2 separate regions of the Sus scrofa genome follow, and region 2 is linked to region 1. Evidence: chromatin contacts called from public Hi-C data. All regions are on one chromosome and are shown on one strand. Each heading gives the region's core, a stretch centred on a gene start, on an enhancer-like site or on the middle of the called end of the contact. The rest is flanking DNA. Distances are from core to core; before and after follow the strand shown. Region 1 overlaps FBXW7 (F-box/WD repeat-containing protein 7). Region 2 overlaps FAM160A1 (protein FAM160A1).

Region 1 (5,850 bases), core at 1,375-3,874:
ACTAACTGATTTCAAAGATATGACTGAGACAGATTTTTTTTTTTGAGACTAAAGAATGTCAGTCTATATAAAACTGTAGGTAATATTAACAGAGTAGACACTGACAGTCACTTGGAGGGGGCATTCCACAGGAGCTGCTTCAACAAAGGGAATTTTCTAATAAGGAGAAAAAGACACACTGTGACGGAGGTTATGTTGTTTTAGAAAAAAGGATTAGACTTGTGTTAAGGGATAAAGTGAGCATCAGAGGAGATGCCGAGACTAGAGTAAGGCAGGAGACATTGATTCTGCAAGGCGGTAAGCTCTCTCATGGGGCTTTCGACGTGCTTATCTGAGATACCTGTCTCTCCTTTTTCTACCTTATCACCTTACAGATTTCCAGTACCCTCTCTCCTATTCCTAGATCTCTGTTGGGTTTTTTCAGCGATTATATTCTTACTCATTTACTTTTCTATTAAAACAATTTTAAAATTGTGATTCAGTACCCATTTCCCATTTTAACCATGTTTAAGTGGCATTAAATACATTCACAATGTTGTGCAACCATTCCCACTGTCCATCTCCCGAACTAACTTTTATCTTTTCCAACAGAAATTCTGTACCCCTTAAACACTAACTCCTCATTGCTTTCTCCCCCACACCCCTGGCAACCACCTTTCTGCTTTCTATCTATAAATTTAACTACTCTAGGGACCCCATCTAAATGGAATCATATAATAGTTATCCTTTTTTGACTGACCTATTTCATTTAGTATTGTGTCTTCAAATTCATCCATGTTGTATCACAATTTTCTTCCTTTTTAGGCTGATGATTATTCCCTTGTATGTGACTGTACCACATTTTTTTACCCATCCATCCATCAGTGGCTACTTAGGTGTTTCCACCTCTTGGCTGTTGTGAACATGCGGCTGTGAACACGGTTGTTCAGATATCTGTGTGAGCCCTGCTTTTAGTTCTTTGGGGTGTGTACCCAGAAGTGGAATTGAGGGTCACGGAGTAACTTTTTGAGGGATCTCCAAATTTTCCACAGTAGCTGCATGCATTTTACATTCCCACCAGCAGTGCACAAGGGTTCCAGTTTCTCCACATCCTTGCCAACACTTGTTTTTCTGTGGACGTTTAAAGAAAACCTATATTAATGGGTGTACAGAATGGTTCTGTTCTTGATCTGCATTGTCTAATGACTAGTGATAATGACCATCTTTATGTGGGCTTATTGCTCATTTATATATCTTCTTTGGAGGAATTTAGTTGTTTATTTTCTTGACCTAAAAATGTCACTTTTGCTAATGATTTTGCATTTTTAATTACATTTTAAGTTGTGATGTCAGAGAAAGATGTACTTTAAAGAAAGTAGCAACATGGCAGGACTAGGGGTGTTTGTTGTGTGTGGATTCTAGCAGCCCACTTTGTATTTAATAAGACAGATTTCCAAAGTCAAAGAAATCACCCATTTCTGACAGTCTCCTTTCTACTTCTCTCCATCTCATTCTAAATTCCCACTTATAAAAATCCATAAAAGCAGTTGAAAGGAGAGATAAATGAGATGACTGGCTACTGGAAGAAGAAAATAGAATGGAAGGAAAGTAGCTGAACATTGTGAATGGATAATTCACACCTATTAAAACTACTGGCTATTAATTCTCACACTAGGCTTTTTTTTTTTTTTAATCATCTCCATAATGGCCTAGTTCATGGGTTTGAATGTGAAATGTAGCATAAAGATTAATTAACTCTGGCATAAGTAGTTAATTTAGGGAGTTTGAGATAATGCTGTAAAGATATGTTTGGGGCCACTCTGAGGAGTCTGCATCTCCAACCTTTATCTGAAGTACTGGGGACCCACTGAAAGTCCTTGAGTAGACACATTCCCACTGTGTGTCATAGCAAGACATAAATAACTGTGGTATATTAGAGAAAGTAGGCCCTAAGGATCTGTGATGAGCTGGTTAGTTATTACTCATTTTACTACAATTCCTTCCCATCACAGGTTACATTCATAAATACTTGGGTTTTTAAATATATTTAATCAGCCACATGACTGTTATACTTTCAAGTGGAATCACTAAGTGTTTCAGAATTATAGAGATTGAACTGAAATTTGCAAACAACTAAAATGTCTCCTGATAAGATTAATCTGAAGTGTGTATTAATAGCTATAGAGAGTTAGAGTCGATTTAGTGGGACTGTGAGATAAAGAATGGTACTTATACGAAAAAAAAAAAAAGAATGATACTTATGGAAGAGGAAAAGAGAGCATGTTTAAGACAAATTCTTGAAGATATAGTGCTCATTCTGAATGTCTCTAAGAGCAAATACATGTCTCTATTTTCTGAGCATGAATAACCATTGTCCATAAATTTGAAGCACAATTCAAAACATTCTTAAAATATTAATGCTGATATTGGGTGAGGAAGCCTTTTTAATAAGATATGTTAGAGAAAAATACAAGGCTAGCTTTTGGATTTTTGTAAATGCTTTCACTTTCTAGGGAATTACCTAGGTTAGGCCCTGGAGAAGTTTTCCAAGGGACCCTACAGCACAGCCCTGCTTTGGTTGTGTTCACATTACTGACTCTGTATGGGAGGTTCACCAGCTGTTTGACTGGCAGGAGCAGGAGCTTTCACTTCAGTAGTTTATAATTCCTGGCTATTCTAGGATAGTTTGCACTTCAGCAAGCCTCAGACAGGTCAGGACATTTGGTAGGAGAAGGTTGAAAGACAAAAGCAGCAGGCCTTGGGTTCTCAGCCTTTTATTTTTTTTTAATTAGAAAGTTATATTTTAATTTGCTGGCTAGGGTTTTTAGTAATGTGCCTGTATTACATGTAAAGAGTGTTCATCGGCCCAGAGGAGTTTTAAAATGTCAAAACCTGGAAAAGCTACTCTAAACCATGGCTTGGTTCCTGTTGATCTGAAAAATGTGAAAGAGCCTCTTCCGCATCAAACTGTGATGAAGATATTTAGCATTAGCATCATTGCCCAAGGCCTCCCCTTTTGTCGAAGACGGGTAAGTCTCCCACATTTGAAAAGTAGGAATATTTATTTAAATAAATGACTTTTGCCTTCTTTGGTGAAGAAATGCTACAGATTTCAATGGATGTTTATAAGTAAAACTATCAGGGCATTAAGTAGCCAGTGACATCGTATGTAAGCGGTAGACTTGATAATAGGATAGAGCAGCCCGGGAGGCCAAGGTTATCCACTTCACCTTTCTGTGACATTACAACGCTTTAAACTTCCTTAAAATTGGTAAATGTAAAAACTATGTTTTGAGGTATGTTGACAAATACTAAACCCCCAAATTTGCGGCTTTAATTTTGTGGGAAAAGCAAAAAGCTGGTGGTGCTGTCCTTATACATGGGAAATTACAGCGTTTAGCCCTTTGGACGAGTTTAGCTGGCACTTTAAGCTGTATTATTTTTAAATCACTATTTCTTAAATTCAAACTTAACAGAGACATTACTTTTTGTTGTTATACAAAATGAAAAACAGTGTGCTATTATGTGGCAGTTATGATACAGTTTTACATATAGACAATCCTAAACCAACAAACATTTTGTAGAACTTGTGCTAATCTATAATCAGGTTATGATTGATTGAATGTATTTGAGGATGACATTCTCCTCCTCCCCACTAAGTTTTGACCCTCTTAATATGAACAGTTCTGTTGTATTTTCTAAGTTACTTGGTATTGCTATTTTGAATTTTTAACTAGAGTGATATATTTTTAGATCTAAAGTATGTTTAGGATCCTGAACACATTAAGCCAAAAAAAAAAAAAAACCTTGTCAGAGAGTAAATGAGTGCTCACATATATCAGTGCTATTAGTATTTTAGTTCCCTTTTTTACCTCCCCCCCTTTTTCTCTCTCTACTAAAAGGGAAACATTTTATTAAATGAGTAGATTAACTCATAACACCTGAAAAAATATTTTTCCTCTTTAGTGACGAGAATCTTCTATTTGCTGGGACTTAAATAGCTTTTGTAAAAAAATATTTTCTAAGTACCTTCGTTCTTTTTGAATTGTTTCTACTATTCCAAACAGGTGGTGGCCATGTTGAGAAACTTTTTGAGTGAGTTTTAAATATGATGTCTACATTGAAAATAGAATATAAATATCTCCATCACCATCATATTTTCTTCTTTCCTATGTTTTCAAAGTGTTTCTTTTATTTTGTCTTTCACTTGGTCACTTTCATTTTAACTTCTGAATGAGGTCACCACTCTGATTTAAGCCTTTACACAGAGGCCTCTAAAAGTTTTAAAGTCATTAATAAACTAATTTATTATTTCATTATTTTTGCTAAAGAAAACACCAGTATAAGTTAATTTTCAAATTCAGGAAAAGAAGTGTGGGTTTTTTAAATTAAAGGGTTAAGGTATAAACAATCAAGATAATTTTTTTCTGTTGAATATTTCTAATAAACTTAAATACAGTGTATGGTAGATTATTTCATATGTACAATGTATTTTTTTCTATCTTTATCTTCTTTACAAGTACATGAAACCTAAAAGGCTTAGGAGCAGATTCTGTAAGAAAAATTGATAGAAAACTTAAAGGCTTTCCCTGAGGGCTTCCCAGGGTCGCCGTTCAGTTTGACTTTTCTAGGTTTTACTATTATGGTAAATTATAGCCTTGCATTTATAATAACAGACAAGGACTACATTTGAAAGATAAAATTCAGATTAGAATATTCGGGGGAAGATAGTTAAAAAATAAAATTAACACTTTTAGTTTTAGACTGCCTGGGTCTTAGACTGCCTGCCAGTAATTTTCTATTGCATAACTCATTGACTCTGACCACTAGACATATTAGAGGGTTGGCGTAATTACATTTTCTCCCCTCCTCTCTGCAGCTGGTTCCTTTAGGGAGCTTTAAATTGATTCACATGCTCCTTCTTATTTAATTTACCAACTTCCCTTGGTCATGTTAATGATAGACATTTTTTAATGTATTTTTTAAATCAAAGGTTTAAAAAAACCTTTTGGTATGATATGTAATTAATCATATTTTGTATCTAACATTCAGTGTCGTATATCTTTTACATTTAGATATGTTTAGCTTCTGTCAATTAAATTTTATAAAATGACAACAAAGTATATAGACTTCTCTATTTTGTAGGCTGTTTCTTTCCAAGTAGTGAGCTAATGTGTGATGATACCCCTTCAACAACTTGACATATCAGAAACTGAAAAACACGTCATTGCCCTCCATCCTTCTCAGATGTTAATCTATTTCATGTTTGCACAAGAAAATAATTTTTAAAATTGGGAAAAACTCTTTTTTTTTTTTTTTTGCTATTTCTTGGGCCGCTCCTGCGACATATGGAGGTTCCCAGGCTAGGGGTCTAATCGGAGCTGTGGCCGCCAGCCTACGCCAGAGCCACAGCAACGCAGGATCCGAGCCGCGTCTGCAACCTACACCACAGCTCACGGCAATGCCGGATCGCTAACCCACTGAACAAGGGCAGGGACCAAACCCGCAACCTCATGGTTCCTAGTCGGATTCGTTAACCACTGCACCACGACGGGAACTCCCGAAAAACTCTTTAAAATAGTTGTCATAACTATAGCTCTGGAAATGTTTTCAGGAAATTTATTTACCTTGCTATCTAATATAATATTAGTACTTGGTAGTCTAATTTAATATTATGTTAAAATAATGTGTAATGTTATGTTAAAAGTATCCAAAGATACTTTGGACTTAATACTAACAACACTAAAGAAATAGCAGTCCGGCCTGTAACCAGTAACCTTCAAGTGTTTTCAGTATTAAGGTCCTAATAGGGTGTGTAAGTCCTATAGGTAATTCTTGATACCAGAAATATTTGAGAATATTAGTTGACTG
Region 2 (5,850 bases), core at 1,147-3,646, 740 kb after region 1:
CAGACCCTACCTTTACTAGTTTCATTTTTTTTTTTTAATTTGTAGCTGCACCCATGGCATGTGGAAGTGCCTGGGTCAGGGATTAAACCTGAGGCACAACAGTGATCCAAGCCACAGCAGTGACAATGCAAGATTCTTAACCCACTGAGCCACCAGGGAACTCCAACCTTAACTTTATAGCTTAAAGATGACACGTCCCTTCTTCCTTTGCATCTTGGCATGGCTGTACATGTCCCAGCCAGCGAGGTATACATAGAATTGGAGTGTGGAGTAAAGGAAGATTATTAAAGGGAGTTTTCTGTTATCTACAGCTAAACCCTATGCAAACCGATACAGCATCTTCTCTGAAAATAAGATGACTGGCTTGGTAAGTAAACTGCTAAAGAGCATCCTTGGCATATACTGGGTATTCCAAATACGTTTTATACCAAGAGAACACCAATGAACATTTGCAGCCCATGATAAAGCAGAAATATTGTGTCAAGACTAATTTCACAACCCATTCTCCAGATAATCCTCTAAAACATAGGAAGGGTCTTTTTCAAACTTTTTAAAACCATGACTCATCATAAGAATATTTTACAATAGTATATGATTTTTACCATTACTAAATATAACACACTGACATTTTCTATTTTATTCTGTTTTGAAGTGCTAATTGTGACAAGACTCAAGTGTTTGAAAACTATGTAAAATATATGTAGATATTTATCTGTTAAATTTTCTGTTAGCTTACAAATAAGAACCAACACTAAAGTATATTTGTAAATTAAAACCCCCAAATACTTAAGATTTAATGGCAAGAAACAGTGGTAGAAATACCCAAAAGATTGTTCATAGTTTATTTGCCACTTTTCTACGATACGTAAATACAATCACTGATGTCTTGGGGCCTCTGCAGCTTAAGCCAAATATTGACTCTGCACGGGACAACCCACCTGGGACAGAGGCGGAGCGGAGAGCTGGCTCGGTGACCTGTCCTGTCACGACTCCTACTTTCCGTTCCTCACTGGCAACAGGCAGCACCCTCTACACTCAGCAAAGCCAGGCTATCCTTGTGCCAAGCTTGGTTCCTAACCTGTTACCCGGGATGGTGAAGTACTTGTGTTAGCTGTTCTTTCCCTTTGCTGAGGAGAAAATCAAAAAGGTGCTTCCTTTCTGAGCTGAAATTCTCCAAGTCTGGAGATAATAATTTAAGAAGGAAAAAGGGAAGTTCCCACCGTGGCTCAGTGGAAATGAATCTGACTAGCTTCCATGAGAACACAGGCTTGATCCCTGTCCTCACTCAGTGGGTTAAAGGATCCTGTGTTGCTGTGAGCTGTGGTGTAGGTCACAGATGCAGCTCAGATCTTGTGTGGCTGTGGCTGTGGTGTAGGCTGGTGATGACAGCTCTGATTTGACCCCTAGCCTGGGAATCTTCATATGCCACGGGTGCGGCCCTTAAAAAACAGAAAGACAGACAGACAGAAAAAGGCATCAGGGGTAGTTTCAAGTGGGCAGCAATGGGAATACAAAGTGCTTGCATTTTAACCCTTAGTATCGGGGACCCCGGGCAAATCACGGCATCTTTCAGCATATTGACTGCCAGAGAGCTAAAGCACGGTGCCCTCTGACCTGCTGTGTGACCTCGCCTGGGATGCTTCCATAAGTCAACAGAGAAGGTCAGTGATGAGATGTGCCGTCCTCCACAGATTTTGGTGAGAACATAAAGCAGTGAGGCTCCACGGGGAAGAGAAAAGTACTGTGGACCCCTCAGAGGTGTCCCCAACATAAGCGTAACCCTTCCGTGGAGGCGCTAGCTGTAAGGAAGGGCCACATCCTCCATTCCGTATCCTCTGCACTTTTGCTATTGATGAAACCGATGCTGGAGAATACCAAATACCAAGCTCACAGACACTGCTCTTTTCCAACCAGGAGCCTTCGTCTTCTCGGCTGTAAAATGGTGGTGGTGAACTAGATCTATCCTCACCCTTCCCCCAAATCTGCGATTCTCTGAGTCCATGTCTATGGCATGAAACAAGGGCTAATTTCAGTTCATTGCCTTGGTCATTTTACCTTCTGGCATAGCCAACATGTCACTCTGTGCTGGTGTCGTGATCAGGATGCTAGCCTCTGTCTTTTGATGCATTTATTTAACCAACTGCATATTCACTGAGTGCTTTTCATGTGTACGATACACCAGCAGCTGAGGATACACAGAAAAAGAGGAAGAAACATCCTGTCCCTTCATGACACTCACAGCAGCTGGCTGGTAAAATTCACATGATGAGACAAGTGCCAAACAGCACGGTCCCTGGTGGAAAGCAGAAAGCGTAGCAGCAGTTAGGGCTGAAAGGAAGCAGTGTGTGCTCAAGTGCGAGGCATTCTATGGGGACTGTCCTGGGACTTGGCAGGCAGGAAGCAGGAAGAATAATCCAGCCAGAACACGGTGATAAGAACAGAGGACCACAGGGCACAGCTCTGACTTCAGATTTGCCCTTGACAGTCATGGGGGAAGGAAGATCAGTGGGCAGGATGGGGGTCAGATTAGGACTGGTCTTCAAAAACAAGTGAAGGATTAGGAGTTCCCTTCATAGCTCAGTGGTAATCAACCTGACTAGTACCCATGAGGATTTGGGTTCAATCCCTGGCTCCACTCAGTGGCTTAAGGACCAGCGCTGCCGTGAGCTGTGGTATAGGCTGGCAACTGTAGCTCTGATTTGACCCCTATCCTGGGAACCTCCATATGCCGCGGGCGCAGCCCACAGATTTTGGTGAGAACATAAAAAGACCCCCCCAAAAAAGCAAAGGAACCTGGATTATCTTCTGCAGGTAAAAGCGGCCCATTGTAGGTTCTTGGGCGTGGGAAAGACATTTAAACTGCCCCTATTTTTTTTTAAAATATGATTTACTACTTCCAAATTTGCTAGAGTTTAGTACGGCTGGATTCCATAAACCTGATAGAAAGACCCGATGTCTCCCATCCTAACGTTTGAGTACTTCTGGCCTTTCTCCACCTCCCTCAATAACTTTTGGGGGCGGGGGGCAGTCACTTGTCTGTCATCTGGATGAGCCTGTCCCTCTCCCTCGCCTTTCTTCTGGAAGCCAGGCTGCCAGCAGGAGGTACACATCCTTCTCTGCATGGGAGAGTCTGTCTAATGCCAGGGCTCGGAACAAGGAAGTTTTAGCTACAGGTACAAACCCTATTCTCCAGCATCAATGTCACTGATGACAAAAGGGCCGTCTTGGCGCACCATCTGCCTCGCTCCTTTCTTCTCCCTGCGTTAGAACCCAGATGGCGAAGAAGGCCCTTTGTACACAGGGAGATGGACTTCTCTGAAATTTCTACACCGATTTGGTTTACACTGACTCAGGTAAGTGCCTTCTTCTCTGGACCTGGCGATTTAGAGAAACAGGCCACCCCACGGCAAATGACCAAGGTGGAGGCGACGCGAACCCGGGCAGTCCTGACAGGGACTCGGTACAGCAATTCAAATCAGCTGGCTGCGGGGTCTGGGCCCTGATCTCCCTCCAGGCCCCCCTCCTGGCATCTCCTCCTCGCAGCTTCCCAGTGGTCCAGGGCCCACACCACCCTACGGCACCAGGTAGGGCTTATATTAAAGTCATCCCCAGAAACCTTCCTCCCTAGTAACCCCCTGCTACACTGCTGAAATAAAAATCAATATTCTGCCCCCTCTGAGGCAGAAACAAGCAGGACAGACACAAGACAAATGGTTTGTGAAATGAACTCTTCTAGGGAGCAACTACATTTTAGGGATTAGTATGTGACGAAACTAAATTATAACACATTGGTTACGCGAGGATGAGCAGTCTGAGTCCACCCTTCCCAGCTAGGACCCCGTCTTAACATCCCTCTCCTCAGCCCACCCAGAGGACAACCGGACACAAAGCTACTCACTTCTCAGGGGCCATTCCCAAAGGAGAGGGGGAAAGTGGTTCATGATCATATTAGTAGTAGTAGTTTACTATGATTAATAGTAGTTGCTGTTGCTCTTATTACCATTATTTAGAGCAGTTCCAGAGAGAGCTCCCCTTTACGGAGTCCCAGCTCTGTGCCGAGCACTGCGTCAGGTGCTTCCTATTCACTCTCTGAGCTAATCCACCTTGGCCCTGCAGGCTAGTACTAGGGTTCGCATCTTACAGAGATGAAAACTGAGATTCACAACTGCCCCCCCAAAATACACACTAGGCGTCAGAGACCAAATTCACGAGAGACCAGGTCTGCCTGATACCAGATTTCGTGTTTTTTATACAACTGCATGGTCTTGAAGAAGCCAGGACAAGAATTCTAATAATCCCTTGATGGTCTCATCCCCTGACCCCTGAAAGCAGAGCAGAAACACCTTGAAATGGGATTGCCGTGTCAACCTCATGGACTGATTAAGGTCAAAGACACCATTGCCCAGCGTAAGAGCTCAGGTTACGGCATTTTGCAGGACTTACCCCATCATCCCTTTACCACCCATCCCTCCTCCAACCAATTCAGTCCATTTCTTGAAAGCAAGCTGCTCCCAGTGACAGATCGGGACTTTTCTCCAGGAAACAGTTTCTTCAAATAACGCACTAAGCCCCTTATTCCTGGACACCACACAGAGAGGTGAAACCCATCATTAAGCCACCGAGAGTGAAAAATGCTCTTATAACTAACAGAAGGAAAAAAAAAATAGAGATTTCATGTGAGACACCAACGTTCCTACTGTCCCTGGGACAAATGCCTGTAATAGAGGCTTGATGCCCTCGGCTGAGGACAATTATAATAATCCATTGAACTGCCACTCACGAACATTAACGTGTGGCCCCACTGCTCCTGGCTTTCCCCGAAAGTCCTCTGGCTCCTTGGATCTGGATCACGCACGACTGACACCAACACCAGGGAGAGCAGCGAGGACCGAGTCACTGAGACACCGTTATGATTTCATCACTCCATCACAACACAGTACATCTTCTGGTCCCCAAAGAGAACACTGGCTTTTAAACACGGCTCTCCAACATTCAAACTTGATTTGGAATCTAGCGATCCACAACACACCTTCAAGGCTATCATCCAGAAGTGGTTCCTAACCCTGGCTCCGTGTTGGAATCACCTGGGGGCGGGGGGCTTTTGAACTATCCCCAAACTCACACAGCACCTGGATCCAGGTAAAGCAGCCTCTCCAGGGGTGGGGCCAGGCTCCCCCTGTTGGTTCTGATGTGCACAGAGGGAGGAACCTCTCTCACGAAGGACCCTACACTTCACAGGTGCCAGGGAACCACTTAAGATATTTCAGCTGATGGACTAACACCAGTTAAAAAAAAAGAAAGAAACCAGACTTTTAAGCGGCTTTTGCTGAGCCATGGTCTGTAAATATAAAGATGACCAATTACATTCTTTTCAAAGAACTCAGGCCCAGAAGGTAAGGAGCTCTTTGGATCACGGAGCAAAGTCAGTGATGAGGAGCCCCCAGCCTCCAGTCTTGGGTTGCCCACTCTGTCATCAAGTTAGCCTGCTTGACAGATACCACCTTCTGCCACTGGCCATGGAGATAGGTATTTTGCAGAGCTAGAGAAAAGACTTAAATCTCTATTGAAGGAAACAAAAGAGTAATTTGGAAGTATCCCAAAACTTCATTTATCCAACTGGGTAGTAGAGTATTTTGCATTATTGAAAAAGTTAATTGCCCAAATGAGTGCTAGGGGATTTCCCAGGAATAATAGCAGGATTTGACTAATTCCCAACTATTGTGGGAAGACCCACTGTGGAAGAGTTAAGGTTTTGAATTAATGAGTAAAAGAATCCACGCACTGGTTGAAAAAAACGGGTTGGCAAACTACCCACTTCCTTCCCTCCCTCCGCCACTGAATCAGCTGCAG

Evidence for each region. Hi-C and Micro-C count contacts between places; a contact is called where the count stands out from the background.
Region 2: a Hi-C map of heart right ventricle shows a contact between it and region 1, with 2.9 times the contacts expected there. The contact joins two enhancer-like sites. A contact is called at or near these places in 1 of 47 Hi-C or Micro-C datasets (heart right ventricle) and 1 of 2 datasets of contacts at active chromatin or transcription factors (skeletal muscle).

Annotation. Positions count from the first base shown.
Region 1 is chr8:76,634,882-76,640,731 of Sscrofa11.1, forward strand. The region is part of intron 2 of FBXW7 (F-box/WD repeat-containing protein 7); the gene reads left to right. Among named protein-coding and RNA genes, the nearest start is that of FBXW7, 160 kb to the left of the region's middle. Within about 2 kb of position 2,625, at least 6 of the 83 cell types and tissues checked have an H3K27ac peak or open chromatin away from gene starts, as enhancers often do.
Region 2 is chr8:77,375,150-77,380,999 of Sscrofa11.1, forward strand. The region is part of intron 7 of FAM160A1 (protein FAM160A1); the gene reads right to left. Among named protein-coding and RNA genes, the nearest start is that of GATB, 160 kb to the left of the region's middle. Within about 2 kb of position 2,397, at least 3 of the 83 cell types and tissues checked have an H3K27ac peak or open chromatin away from gene starts, as enhancers often do.